Regions from separate parts of the Mus musculus genome. Here all the other regions are linked to region 2. A link is a contact called in public Hi-C and HiChIP or PLAC-seq data. All regions are on one chromosome and are shown on one strand. Each heading gives the region's core, a stretch centred on a gene start, on an enhancer-like site or on the middle of the called end of the contact. The rest is flanking DNA. Distances are from core to core; before and after follow the strand shown.

Region 1 (2,940 bases), core at 236-2,735, 190 kb after region 2:
TCATGGTTTGGAACCAAAACTGTTGGTGCAGAGTAGAGTTTTCATCTCAAAGTGAGCAAAGTAGCTTATTGTGAGCAGACATGAGTAGACATCACCAAGAAACACACATTCAAGTCTCCACTCCAAAGTGGATGTGGTTGCATGGACTTTTATTCTCCCAGAGCAAATCATAAATCAAGGTATCTCCCAAATATGTGGACGGGGTCATATCAACATAGATAAATTGTGCTATGGGTTTCAGATGTCACTTAATAACATTCTTCAGATCTAGCTTGTGCCTGTGCATGATTCCAAAGGTTTTACCTGATGTTTGAAAGAATGGTAAGTCAGACAGAGGTGCAGACAACAGATGGCTGTTCAGGGAACTAGAGAGCTGAGATAGTTTGGCTCTGGGTCTGCAGCATTCCAACTCTGCAATCACAAGGTTTACATTGGTGGGTTAGTCTTGTTGTGACTTTTTCTGCACCACTTCAGTTCATACCTCATCTTGTTTTCTTTAGCATTTGTATCCTTGTACCTCATGTTGCTGCCCCTACCCCCCATTGCTTCTTTACTTCTAGGATATCCTTACTGTTCACCCTTTGGTCTCACTCACCATAACTTGTTATAATCTGACCTTTGCCCTGGCAGATCCAGTGGCTTGTGTGTCAGTCACTGTTGTTGATCCCTGCGTGGTCTGGCCCTGAGGCTTGCTCTGTCTTGGTCTGCGTGTTCCTCTGCCCTGGGCTGCTGCTGTTCTTGCGCTCCTCGGTGTGCTGCTTGAGGACACCTTTAGCACCTGTTTGGGACACAGCTTCCCTCTATAATTGTTTCTTCAAGGGTGTGACAGTGTATGACCTCAAATGTTAGCTGTAATAAAAGTGAGTCTACAATTCGATGTCTGTTCTCTCTCTTTATTTTTCCTCGCAACCCAAACGCCATTGTCCTCCAGCTGACTCATCATCTTCATCTTAGACTCTGACTTTTGTCAATCACTATGTTCCTCTTAATCACCCAAGTGTGGCCAACATAAAATTCAGTTCTCTACTCAGGGAATTTTAAAGAATTTTAAGATGATAGCTTTGATATAAACAATAAAATGGAGCAATAACAGTAAGAGTAACTATAATTGGTTCAGTGGCTTATAAACTTTGTCTTAATGCCACGTTCCTGTGTCTATGGTACTGGAGCCTCGTGCACACCAGATGTGTACTTCCCCCACCATGCTATTTCCCCAGCCCCAGAATTACCCTTTAAAGACAGGAAAGTGGGGACTAAAGGCACAGTTTGTGGCAGGGTGCTTGCATAGCATGCATGAGACCCTGGGCTCAATTTCCAGGGTTTAAAAAAAAAGAGCAGATACTTGTTGAAGGTTTTAGTGTAGTTCTCATTGGGCTCAGAACACTACAGTTGAGTGGAAGAGGAGGTGCATTGTATCCGCTCCTGCCCAGCATCCTCAAGCACCCTGCAGTCTGGCTTATGCCCACAGTCCTAGTACTCAGAGGTGGAGAAGAGAGGATTGTCTGGGGCGATACTGTTTAGCTGTTCTTACCTAACATCCCTGCTCCCTCCCTAACTCAAAAGATTTCAACTTCAAAGTCCAGCTCCACTTTCACTTTCCTTTGTCTGCTTCCGCTGTGGTTAAAGCATCCTTCTACCAGGGACTTTAAAGGAGATGTGGACCCCCTGCCCTGGCTCTTAGTGCTCCTTAGGGGGAACCAGCAGAACTGGCTCCTGTGAAATGCAGACTGCTGGGTGCTAGGCTTTGGTGCTGCCCCTCATCTGATGTCTGATGTTGCCTAGTTAGCACCACAAACATCCATTTCATTAGACACTTTCACATGCATTGTGTTTTAGAAAACAGCCAAAACTATGGTTAGGTCAGTAATTATTTGGAAAGGCACCTGTAAAGTTCGTTCAGTAGAATGGAACTGTGCTTATTTTCTTCTCGCCTTAGCTCCATTTGACAGTGAATTAAACAAAATTAAGAGATGGTGTCAGGTATGGCAGCACACACATTAGTCCCAGCACTTGGGAGGCAAAGGCCAGCCAGAGTTAACATGGAGAGGCCCTGTCTCCAAAGCTAACTAACTAACTAATTAATTAATTAAAATTTAAAAATTTAGTTAGGAGGCAAAGAAAAAGAAGAGAAACATTAGCTTTTGCCTTTACTATAACACGCTTTTCAGTGGGCAGAACAGCATCCTACTGTACATTTCCATCGTCATACTTTACCAACAGCCACAGTTAGCTTCTACCTTATATAAAATAGTGCTGTCAACATTGTATAATAATAAAAATAGATGTAATATTGGTGAAAATATTGACTTTTTGTTATCACTAGAGAAATTTAGTTTTTAAGGGGTAAACATTAGCACAGATTTCCTTGGTTAGCTTTTCTCTTTTTAAGAGCTCAATACTCCAAAGCAGCTTCATGAAGCATTATAAATTATTCAAACTCTAAAGAAACAATATAGTCAATTATAATTTAATGCATATTACAGCATACTTAGATTAAATGATCCATTATAGTTACCTGCATTTGTACTTTTTATAGTGCATTTGGGTCCATTACACATTCAAAATGTACTGTGTATATTGTGTATTTTAAATTATAGAGATTTGTCATTCTTGTGACTCTGCCTTTGTGGTTTGTGATTACCATGTATATAACTTACTGGATGTCAATCAATGTTAAGAATCTAGCTACTAGAAGGCTGGCTGATGTCTTAGTTGAAGCGCCTAACACACAAGCATGAAAGACCTGAGTTCAGACCCCCAGCACCCACATTGAAAGTTAGTCTTTTACCCTAGAGCTAGGAGTGCAGGGGTTGGAAACATGAGGATTCTAGAGCTTGTTGGCCAGCCAGCCAAGCCAGTGTAGAAGTATTGAGTTCAGGGAGAGACACTGTCTCAAAAAATAAGGTGAGGAGTGTTGTGTGACTAATCTTTCTGGGGAAA
Region 2 (2,950 bases), core at 182-2,681:
GAAGATAATGACAGTGTATTCATATACATAAAATAGATAAATCTTGGGGAGGGGGTGAAGAAAAAGAGGAAGAGGGGGAAGTGGAAGAAGAAGGAGGCAGAGGAGAAGAAAGACGAGTTATTTTAAGGTCAGCAAGCTGTCTCAGTAAGTAGAACTGCCTAAGTTCAATCCCCAAATCCTTCAAGGTAGAAGAGAAATGACTTCTGACAGCTGACTTCTGACCACCACATGAACTCTATGGTGCATGAGCACCAACACACACACAGCACATATACCATACACACACAGAAACACACAACACACACACAGCACACATACCACACACACACAGAAACACACAACACACACACAGCACACATACCACACACACACAGAAACACACAACACATACACACACAGAAGCACACATACCACACACACACAGAAACACACAACACATACACACACAGAAACACACAACACACACAGCACATATACCATACACACACACACACACACAACTTTTAACAGATCCTTTATCTATCTGTAGCCCCTGTAAGGCTGAAGCAGGAAGATCACAAACCAATTTGGGCTACACAGTGAGTCTCAGGCTATTCTGAGTAAAAGTGAGACCCTATGTCAGTGTGTGTGTGTGTGTGTGTGTGTGTGTGTGTGTGTGTGTGTGTGTGTGTCCATCCATCTGTAAAACACTAAGAAAAAGTAATTTACTACAGAGTGAGTTCCAGGACAGCCAGGGCTATACAGAGAAAGCCTGTTATGAAAATCAAAAAAAAAAAAAAAGAAAGAAAGAGAGAAAGAAAGAAAGAAAGAAAGAAAGAAAGAAAGAAAGAAAGAAAGAAAGAAAGAAGAAAGAAAGAAGAAAGAAAGAGAGAGAAAAGAAAAGAAAAAGAAAAGGTAATTTAAATGTTCTTGTGATTGTTGTATTTAACAGGGTTGACAGTCTCCTGAGAAATGACAAAGGTTCACTGTAAGCATAACCTTGAAGTGCTGGAATTGGCAGCAGAGTCCACAGAACAGGGCTGACTTTCTGCTCCCAAGGTCACATTCTGGATTGGTTGTGAAGAATACTAGAGATGTGAGAGATGTGTCTATACACATATAGCAGAGCATAAAGCACGACTACAAGGATCGCTCTCAATAAAGAAGCAAAAAGAAAAATACTTGGGACCTTTTTCCCACCCCATATGCGCTAGGCCAGAGCTCCACCTCTGAGCTGTACCCTGACACTATAAGCAAGCTCTTCAGCTGCTTCTGCCTGCTTCAAAAAATAGGGGAACTGGGCTGCGTAACACCAAGGCCCCATATTGCCAGCAGCCCTGTTCCTTTTTAGGAACAAAAGGATCTTGTGGTTGAGACAGAACTAACAACAGTGAGCAGAGGACAGAGACCGAACTGCAGTGTCATTCACTCGGTAATGAAATATGAGGCACTCCATCATCACCGCGACACCCACAATTACAGCAGTCTGCCAGCACTTGCTGTAAAAAGAGCTCACTGTGCTCTCAAGATAGCCCAGTACAGATGTCAAGAAGTCCCGGTTCCTATCAGGGTTCCGGTCTTCTGAGCATCCCTCCTTCCTCAGGCACTTGTCCTGATAGGACCAGTCTCCACTCTGGAGAGTGTAAACTACTGGAGGGATATAGCCTTGTTCAAATCTCTATCCCATCTTACTATACAAAATGTCTTGCAGCTAGATAATAAGTATCATCAGATGATCACATATGGAGCAAGTACATTCCACACAAAATATTCATGTTTCCTTTATGCTAATTAAATAGATGACCCACGTAACAGGTTCATCCCCCTCTAGGAAGTACTAGCGGGCTGTTTATAGACTTTTATTAAACTGCAGCACCCTGGTGGCTCAGCACAGTGAGGAATGGTCTATATTGCCTGTTAATCTTTGAGTTCAGCTCAGCGAAGATGCACTTGCTGTGTCTTGCACCTTGTAAGCCTGGTACTTCACAACAAAGATACTAAGTTAATAGTCGATGATGGTCACGATCAACAGGAAAGGGACTAGCTTGTAAGGATTCCGGATCATTGATTACTACATTCATTCAAATGTTTGTTTCCAGAAGGACACTGCTTTGGGGTAACAGGTTCTGATCTTGGTAGGAGAGCCTGCAGCCTCTCTGAGCTCATTCCAAGGAAAGCCTTCTGGTAGAGTACTTTATCTTTTTAGCGTTCTTGAAAACTAGTGAATTTGGAAGAGAATAAAATGTAAGGGATGGAGGGTGTTGGGGGAAAAATGAAGGGAAGGAAGAAAGCAAAAGAGAGAAACAAGTTTTTTATTTATTTTGTTTTGGGGTTGTGGGGATTTGTTTGTTTATTGTTTTGTTTTGTTGTTGTTTTTTTCAAGACAGGGTTTCTCTGTATAGCCCTGGCTATACTGGAACTCACTTTGTAGACCAGGCTGGCCTTGAACTCAGACATCCACCTGCCTCTGCCTCCCGAGTGCTGGGATTAAAGGTGTGTGCCACCACACCCGGCTATAAAAAAATATTTTTTTTTGGTTTTGTTGTTTTTAAAGACAGGTTTGTCTGTCCTGGAACTTGCTCTGTAGACCAGACTGGTCTTGAACTCACAGAGTTCTGATTCATCGTCACTTTGTCACTCAATTGGACATCATTTTCAAACATGGATGCTTCTATGAACTCATTTTACCTTTTTTTGTTTGAGATTAAAGGTATGTCTGCATTCCAGCTAGAGGATTAAAGCTGTGTGTTCAAGGATGAGCCACGCCACAGCTAGAAACAGTTTTGTTTGGTTTTGGGTTAACCCAAACCTGTGTTCCACTCACATTTGGCTCCAAAACAAGATAACTCTATTTCCTTTGAAGTGAGAGTTGTGAGGTGGCTGGTGGATTGTGCACGCCTTTAATCCCAGCACTCAGGAGACAGAGGCAGGCGGATTTCTGAGTTGGAGGCCAGCCTGGTCTACAAAGTGA
Region 3 (3,060 bases), core at 108-2,607, 220 kb after region 2:
CTTCTCCCTCTCCCTCTCCCTCTCCCTCTCCCTCTCTCTCTCTCTCTCTCTCTCTCTCTCTCTCTCTCTCTCTCTCTCTCTCCTCTCCCTCCTCTCCCTCCTCTCTCCTTCTCTCCTTCTCTCCTCTCTCTCCCCTCTTCTTCCCTTCTCCCCCTCTCTCTCTCCTCCCCCCCCCCATCTATCTTCATCCTGGAGACAGAATGTCCATGCAGTCCTACCTACCCTTAGTTACACCCCACCGCCCACATACATCATCGCTCCTTGCTGCCCTCTGTGCTGCAGATGATGTGCTATGCATATCTCAGGTTTGAACGCTGGCTCTCGTTGTCATGGGTCCTTATCCCGTGTTCTGGGAGATGGATGCATGTGTCCCCCCTTCACTGTTACCAACACTGAACATTACTGTGTGCAGAAGGTCTGGTAGACACTCATGAGTTAAAAAACAATGTCAACTTCTTTCTGTTATCAAAATTTGTTATAGTTTTTTATATCTCCTTGGTGACTAGTCTGTAATAACATGATAACAGAGCATACCAGTCTCCACAATTAGATGCTCAATAAACTCCTGAAATTTTAATTTTCCTCTCGTTGTGGTGGCACACAGGAAGCTGTTGAGTGAGAAACACTATTAGTCTGAGGCTAGCCTGAGCTATACAGTAGAACCCCTTTTTAAACAAAGACACCATTTCAGTTGCCCCCTCCCCCAACTCATTTGAACACAGGAATTAGTCATGGCTTCGAAGAACATTAGTTTTGAGCTTTCTTTCTAAAAAATTGTTGCATACGGATGTTTTGCCCCATGTATGTGTGTGCACCATGTGTGTGCTTGGTACCTGCAGAGGTCAGAAGAGGCTATCAGATTCCATGGAACTGGAATTACAGATGGTTGTGGGGTACCATGTGGGCGCTGGGAACTGAACCTAGGCTGTCTGAAAGAGCAGTCAGTGGACTTCACTGCTGAGCATCTCCATAGCCACCGGTGGGCTCTTTCTTTTATATGTACTAAAATAAATAAATAAATAAATAAATAAATAAATAAATAAATAAATTAAGTTGTGTGTGTGTGTGTGTGTGTGTGTGTGTGTATGCAGGCACAAGTGCCTGCAAGGACCAGAAGAGGGCATCAGGCCTCCTGGGGCTGGGTTAACAGGGGCGTGAGCAGCCTGAAGTGGGCCCTGGGAACTGAACTTAAGTCTTCTGCTAGAATGGAATATGCTCCACCCTTTCAAGCCATCTCTCCAGCCTAAAGAAGTCGCTATCATTTTCCTGTCCACGTGACGAGGCAGGGACCTATCAACGGGCAGAAGACCTGTCAGCCAGCTGTGCCTGCTCCCGCATGTCTCACCCCAGTGAAGCTTTTTTCCCAGGGTCAAAAAGCTCACAGAGTCTGAAGGCTCCTTCACCTGCCACAGGGTCAGTGTACGGTCTGCTATATATGTTTGGAATCCGTCCCTCATCGCTGAACAGAAAGTGTGTTTTATCATCAGACGCCTCCTCCTGACCCAGTTTCACAACCTTCCTCTTTCAGACTTTGCCTAAGTGAATTCTTTCAACAAATATACAAGTTAAAAAAGAAGTTAAAAAACCACCGTGTGCATGGTGGGGTCAGCTCTATTTTACATATACATGGTGCAGGTTACCCCAGGTGGACCTTACAGGGGCTCCTTCTGCCCAAGGAGTGGGCCTAGCACTGGCCAGCCACTGTCAGCTGCAGAGGGACAGGGCAGGGCAGGGCAGGGTAAGAGAGGCACTGAGCTGCTGAGCACACGGGAGGGAGAAGGAACCCCAGACCCTGCCGACTGCCTGAACACTCTGCACAAACACAAGTTCCGCTCCTTTGTGCTGCCCTGGAGTGTTTGCCAGCTCCCAGGTCACGTTGCAGGGGACCATGTGGTCTTGCAATGAAAGGCCCTATTGTGACCACTGGTCAACAAGGCAGGGCAAAGTCTGCCCTTGCAGCAAAACCAGGAACCTCCCCACTTTTACGTGCTGAGAAGAGTGTGTTTCGTATTGTGTAGATGGGGGTGGGGGCAGTTCCTTTAGAAAAACAAAAAAACAGAACAAAAGCCAGACCGAGGAGAGAGATACTTATCTGGTCATCGGCTCCTGCCCCAGTGGTTTTAAATAACTCAAGCAGTGGGCTTACTGTTCCCATTGCCTATTCCTCGTATCCCGCATCTTTCTGTTACTGCTGACATTGTCCTTTTCACGAACTTCCTCTCACGCTAGCCCTGAGCTCCTGTCGGGAATTCTCACTCATCAAGAGATGGCAGACTGTTAAAAAATATGTAGATATATTCAATAAATATTCTGTTCACATGCACAGAGACATGGAAGAGCTTTTAATACAGAGCTTCAACTGGTTTGGAACAGTTGTTATAGACAAATGCTGTGTAGTAGGCAGAGTGTTCATCGAAAATATGAGTTATTGTTGAGTGTGGTGGTGTATGCTTATAATGTGAAATCTCGGGAGGGAAACTGAGGCAGGAGCATCGGGGAATGCAGGGTGAGATCCTGTCTCAAAAAATAAAAAAGAAGCTGGGCGTGGTGGCGCACGCCTTTAATCCCAGCACTGGGGAGGCAGAGGCAGGCGGATTTCTGAGTTCGAGGCCAGCCTGGTCTACAAAGTGAGTTCCAGGACAGCCAGGCGATACAGAGAAACACTGTCTCAAAAAAAAAAAAAAAAGAACAAAACCCCACAAAGAAACAAGAAATAGCAACAAGAGCTTGGGCTTCTGTGGGTAAATTAGTCTGAGTGCTGACTGGGTGCGGCAGCACACCCAGCTGGCTCCCAGTTTCCTTGTCTATGAGATAACACACAGGCTCACAGGGGTCCTTGATGCTCAGCTCCAGCCACAGCTTTGCTGTCTGACTCATGCTGGTGCGTCAGTTCCATGATATCCAATTATTCTGGAATGGGCCGGGGTAGTTGCTATCCACAGGGACTGGAAGCATCCACCTTTTCAATGGAGCAACATCAGTAGAGGCTGACATCACCGAGAGTGTAGACCACAGTAAGTATTGGAATGCAGAAGAGAGGGAGACCGGGAGAGCAACAGA
Region 4 (2,903 bases), core at 24-2,523, 250 kb after region 2:
AGCCAGGTGTGGTGGTGCACACCTTTAAACCCAGCAGTCAGAAGGCAGAAACAGGCAGATCTCTGTGAGTTCAAGGCCAGCCTAGTCTACATAGTGAGCTCCAAGCCATATAGAGAGACGCAGTAAAACTCTGTCTCCAATATAAATAAATAAATAAATAAATAAATAAATAAATAAATAAATAAATGGATCATGTGCCTTTCCCACATCAAACTTAACATGGCTGGGGTCCTCAAAGCCTCAGGACTTGGGCACTGTGCATAGCACACCCTGTCAATGTGGTTCCTGTCTCAGTGATCAGTCTACAGAATTGTGACTCCAGTGGTTGAGTCTGATCTTGAAACTCCTTTTCAAGACCTTTCCCAATCCTCTATATCCGTAAAATAGTCAGGAATCCAAAAGGGAAGTTTTCAAAGTTCGGTCGTCTATGACAGCTAAGTTAGTATTGTACATGGTTCTCCTGATTCCAGTCATCGTGTTTTCAGGCCACCAATTAAAAGAAGTACAGGCCCCTTTGTGTGGATAAACACACAAGAACCAGACGCAACAGAAGGGACAGACGATACAAGTATACAGAGAGCTAGAAGAGTCCACCTTCTCTTCCAGCCTTTAGCTCTCTTATTGGCTTGATGATTGCCGCTTGGGGGCCCTGAGTACAGTCGGGTTCTGTGGGTAGTCTGTCCCTTGTGCTTATGTCCTGTCACTACTTTATGAGAACAGTTCTCTGGCTCCTGAAGCCACAGGCAGCTACGATCCCTCAGCCTTTGCGTTTATCTCAGTCATAGCCACACACGGCTCCATTTGTTTGCCGGATTCTTGGGTTATCCCACACTCTCCCACCTTACGGAAAGCATAGCTTAAGATCTCTTTTCTCCTGTGGCCTCAGCTCCATGCCATGCTTGCTCTGGGTCTCCTGCTCTTAGCTCTCTTGGCAGCTGGGGGCACGCACTATCCGACCGGAGACAACAGAGTCCAGCAAAGAATGAGTGATGTTCAGTGAAGGTTTACATATGATAGAATGTGGAGATTAAAAAGAAAACAACAACAACAACAAACAACAACAACATGGAGCTAAAGGTTTCCAGAGGCAGGCAGTTCAGCTTAATAAATAGCTCCTGCCAAGGGGAGTCTGGGAGACATAGGCAGGGGGAACATTGAATGGAGACCGTGGGACTGGGGAAGCAAGGTTGTTAAAGATGGAGACTATTTGCTTGAGTCTCTCATGTTGTAACCTGTGACTAATGCATTAGTCAGGCCGAGCACGTGGAAACTACACAATATGGCTTAGAAAAACATCTCAGTTCTCAAGAATAGCCTCCGAGCCAGACAATGCTGGAAGTAATTGAGAGTGAGGCGCGCATTGTGATTACTGCTCTCTGACATTGTAAACCACCAATCACTCAGCTGCTTCCTGAATTCCCAGCGTCGGGAGCACGGAAGCCCGTCTTTGTCAGTCAACTCGGGAAATGCTAACCTCCTATTAAATCTGTTTTTCACAGAGAAGGATCCCTGGAGTAAACGCCAAAGGAAGCTTAAGCTTCGCACTACCTTAGAGCGCTCATTTTCTTGTCCATACATAATGTTTATTTCAAAATTTTCATTGTCTCCCACTCTTTCTTAAAAGGGGTTGGAAGCGGTGCAAGGCCCGTTTCTCTCTTCTCACGCTGTCGCTCTCCTTACACAGGATGCTGGGCTCTGAAGCAGTGCCTGGTGGCAGTCCAATTGTTTTCTTTGTAGGAGATCTATCTTGTTTTTCTTATCTCCTTTAAAATCTTCCCTTTGAGTTTGGCAACTTTGCATTTTAAATGATGAGTCTGGCTGTTGTACAGGTTCATGGTGCAATGTCGGTCGGCCGAGTTTCTGGTGTGCGTGGAGCTGCGGCCTACATCAGCTCTGGAAACTCATTTAATGTTTTATTCGTCCAAATCTCTCCTTTTCTCTGATATCACTCCCCTTCCCTGGAGACTAGGTTGGTATTAAGAAGAGCCTCCCATCACGCTCCTGGGTCCGAGCCTCCCATCATGCTCCAGGAGCCTCGCTTCCCATCATGGTCCAGGTCTTAACCCTTTTTTCATATTTTCTATCTTTTCATCTCTTTATGTCATATCGTGGGTAATTTTCAGATACAGCTAATTATTTTTCAACTCTCTTTTTCTCTCTCTGCTATTTAGTGTTCTTTGATTCAAAAGATTTTGCATGGTCCATGGAAGACTGGAGGCTGAGAATCCAGAAAATTCTACAAGTTTCTTCTACTTTCTATATTTCTTCAGAATGCAGAAGGCTAGTTTGTTCCTCCTTAAAGGTTTAAGGGGGAAATGCAAGCTCTCCCGCCTTTCCGGAGGCCCAGGTCTCTGTGCAGACCGCCTTCCACCTCACTGACTCCCTCCCAGATTTCTTCTCACTGTACGTTTCTTGGACTTCAGAAAGTTTTTCTGCTCTCTGGGAGCCCAGCTGTGCACTAAAACTACCTTGTGTGTCAGGGCATCTTGCATGGTGGCAGGACAGCCTTCAGGGACTTGACTCTGGCATAACAGTGGGAGGGAAGGCTGTGTACACAGAATGTCGGGGACATATAGACACAGTGGCAAGATACACATCAGCCAGTGTCATGCTCCTCTCATCAAATATTTGAGAAGAAAACAATTATACGGGAAATAGAGAACCATTCAGATCTTGCTCTCTCTCTTGTTAACAACGTTTATGTATGTAACTCAAAAAGATTCCAGGAAAGAGAGATTTCTTACAGTGTAAGACCTCTACAAAGGACAGAGAGGTATTTGGGGGGCGCAAAGAGCAGTAACGGAGAAGCAAGGGAGAACTAAGGGGTCATCCCCAAGTCTGTTTACAGAGAGATCCGTCTCACTGTTTACCCCTCTGCCTTTATAATTGTAAGACTTAGCTAG

Evidence for each region. Hi-C and Micro-C count contacts between places; a contact is called where the count stands out from the background. HiChIP or PLAC-seq counts read pairs in DNA pulled down with a chosen protein or histone mark.
Region 1: an H3K4me3 HiChIP or PLAC-seq map of bone marrow-derived macrophages shows a contact between it and region 2, with 4 times the contacts expected there. The contact joins two enhancer-like sites. A contact is called at or near these places in 4 of 484 Hi-C or Micro-C datasets (the G1E-ER4 cell line, bone marrow-derived macrophages, cumulus cells and 1 more), 2 of 115 datasets of contacts at active chromatin or transcription factors (the HPC-7 cell line and bone marrow-derived macrophages) and 3 of 9 other capture datasets (adipose tissue, embryonic stem cells and liver).
Region 3: a contact with region 2 is called in an H3K4me3 HiChIP or PLAC-seq map of bone marrow-derived macrophages, with 4 times the contacts expected there. The contact joins two enhancer-like sites. A contact is called at or near these places in 8 of 484 Hi-C or Micro-C datasets (the AML12 cell line, CD4 T cells, bone marrow-derived macrophages and 4 more), 9 of 115 datasets of contacts at active chromatin or transcription factors (the HPC-7 cell line, bone marrow-derived macrophages, double positive thymocytes and 5 more) and 3 of 9 other capture datasets (adipose tissue, liver and pancreatic islet).
Region 4: a contact with region 2 is called in a Hi-C map of bone marrow-derived macrophages, with 47 read pairs. The contact joins two enhancer-like sites. A contact is called at or near these places in 7 of 15 datasets of contacts at CTCF or cohesin (CD8 T cells, the G1E-ER4 cell line, the NIH/3T3 cell line and 3 more), 229 of 484 Hi-C or Micro-C datasets (the 4T1 cell line, the AML12 cell line, the AtT-20 cell line and 118 more), 33 of 115 datasets of contacts at active chromatin or transcription factors (the 230-238 cell line, CD4 single positive thymocytes, CD8 T cells and 22 more) and 5 of 9 other capture datasets (adipose tissue, bone marrow-derived macrophages, embryonic stem cells and 2 more).

What each region holds. Positions count from the first base shown.
Region 1 is chr10:40,460,851-40,463,790 of GRCm38.p6, forward strand. All of the region lies in intron 5 of Cdk19 (cyclin-dependent kinase 19), which reads left to right. It overlaps Gm32234, which reads left to right. Exons shown (of 2, transcript XM_011243251.2): 1 at 1-2,940. Among named protein-coding and RNA genes, the nearest start is that of Gm32234, 8.2 kb to the left of the region's middle. Within about 2 kb of position 1,486, at least 85 of the 459 cell types and tissues checked have an H3K27ac peak or open chromatin away from gene starts, as enhancers often do. A contact at or near this core is called in bone marrow-derived macrophages, where this site is marked.
Region 2 is chr10:40,274,785-40,277,734 of GRCm38.p6, forward strand. No RefSeq gene overlaps it. Among named protein-coding and RNA genes, the nearest start is that of Rnu3a, 18 kb to the left of the region's middle. Within about 2 kb of position 1,432, at least 93 of the 459 cell types and tissues checked have an H3K27ac peak or open chromatin away from gene starts, as enhancers often do. A contact at or near this core is called in the BV-2 cell line, the C2C12 cell line, the HPC-7 cell line and 3 more, where this site is marked.
Region 3 is chr10:40,498,129-40,501,188 of GRCm38.p6, forward strand. No RefSeq gene overlaps it. Among named protein-coding and RNA genes, the nearest start is that of Gm32234, 46 kb to the left of the region's middle. Within about 2 kb of position 1,358, at least 162 of the 459 cell types and tissues checked have an H3K27ac peak or open chromatin away from gene starts, as enhancers often do. A contact at or near this core is called in the HPC-7 cell line, bone marrow-derived macrophages and microglia, where this site is marked.
Region 4 is chr10:40,520,443-40,523,345 of GRCm38.p6, forward strand. No RefSeq gene overlaps it. Among named protein-coding and RNA genes, the nearest start is that of Slc22a16, 48 kb to the right of the region's middle. Within about 2 kb of position 1,274, at least 106 of the 459 cell types and tissues checked have an H3K27ac peak or open chromatin away from gene starts, as enhancers often do. A contact at or near this core is called in the BV-2 cell line, the C2C12 cell line, bone marrow-derived macrophages and 2 more, where this site is marked.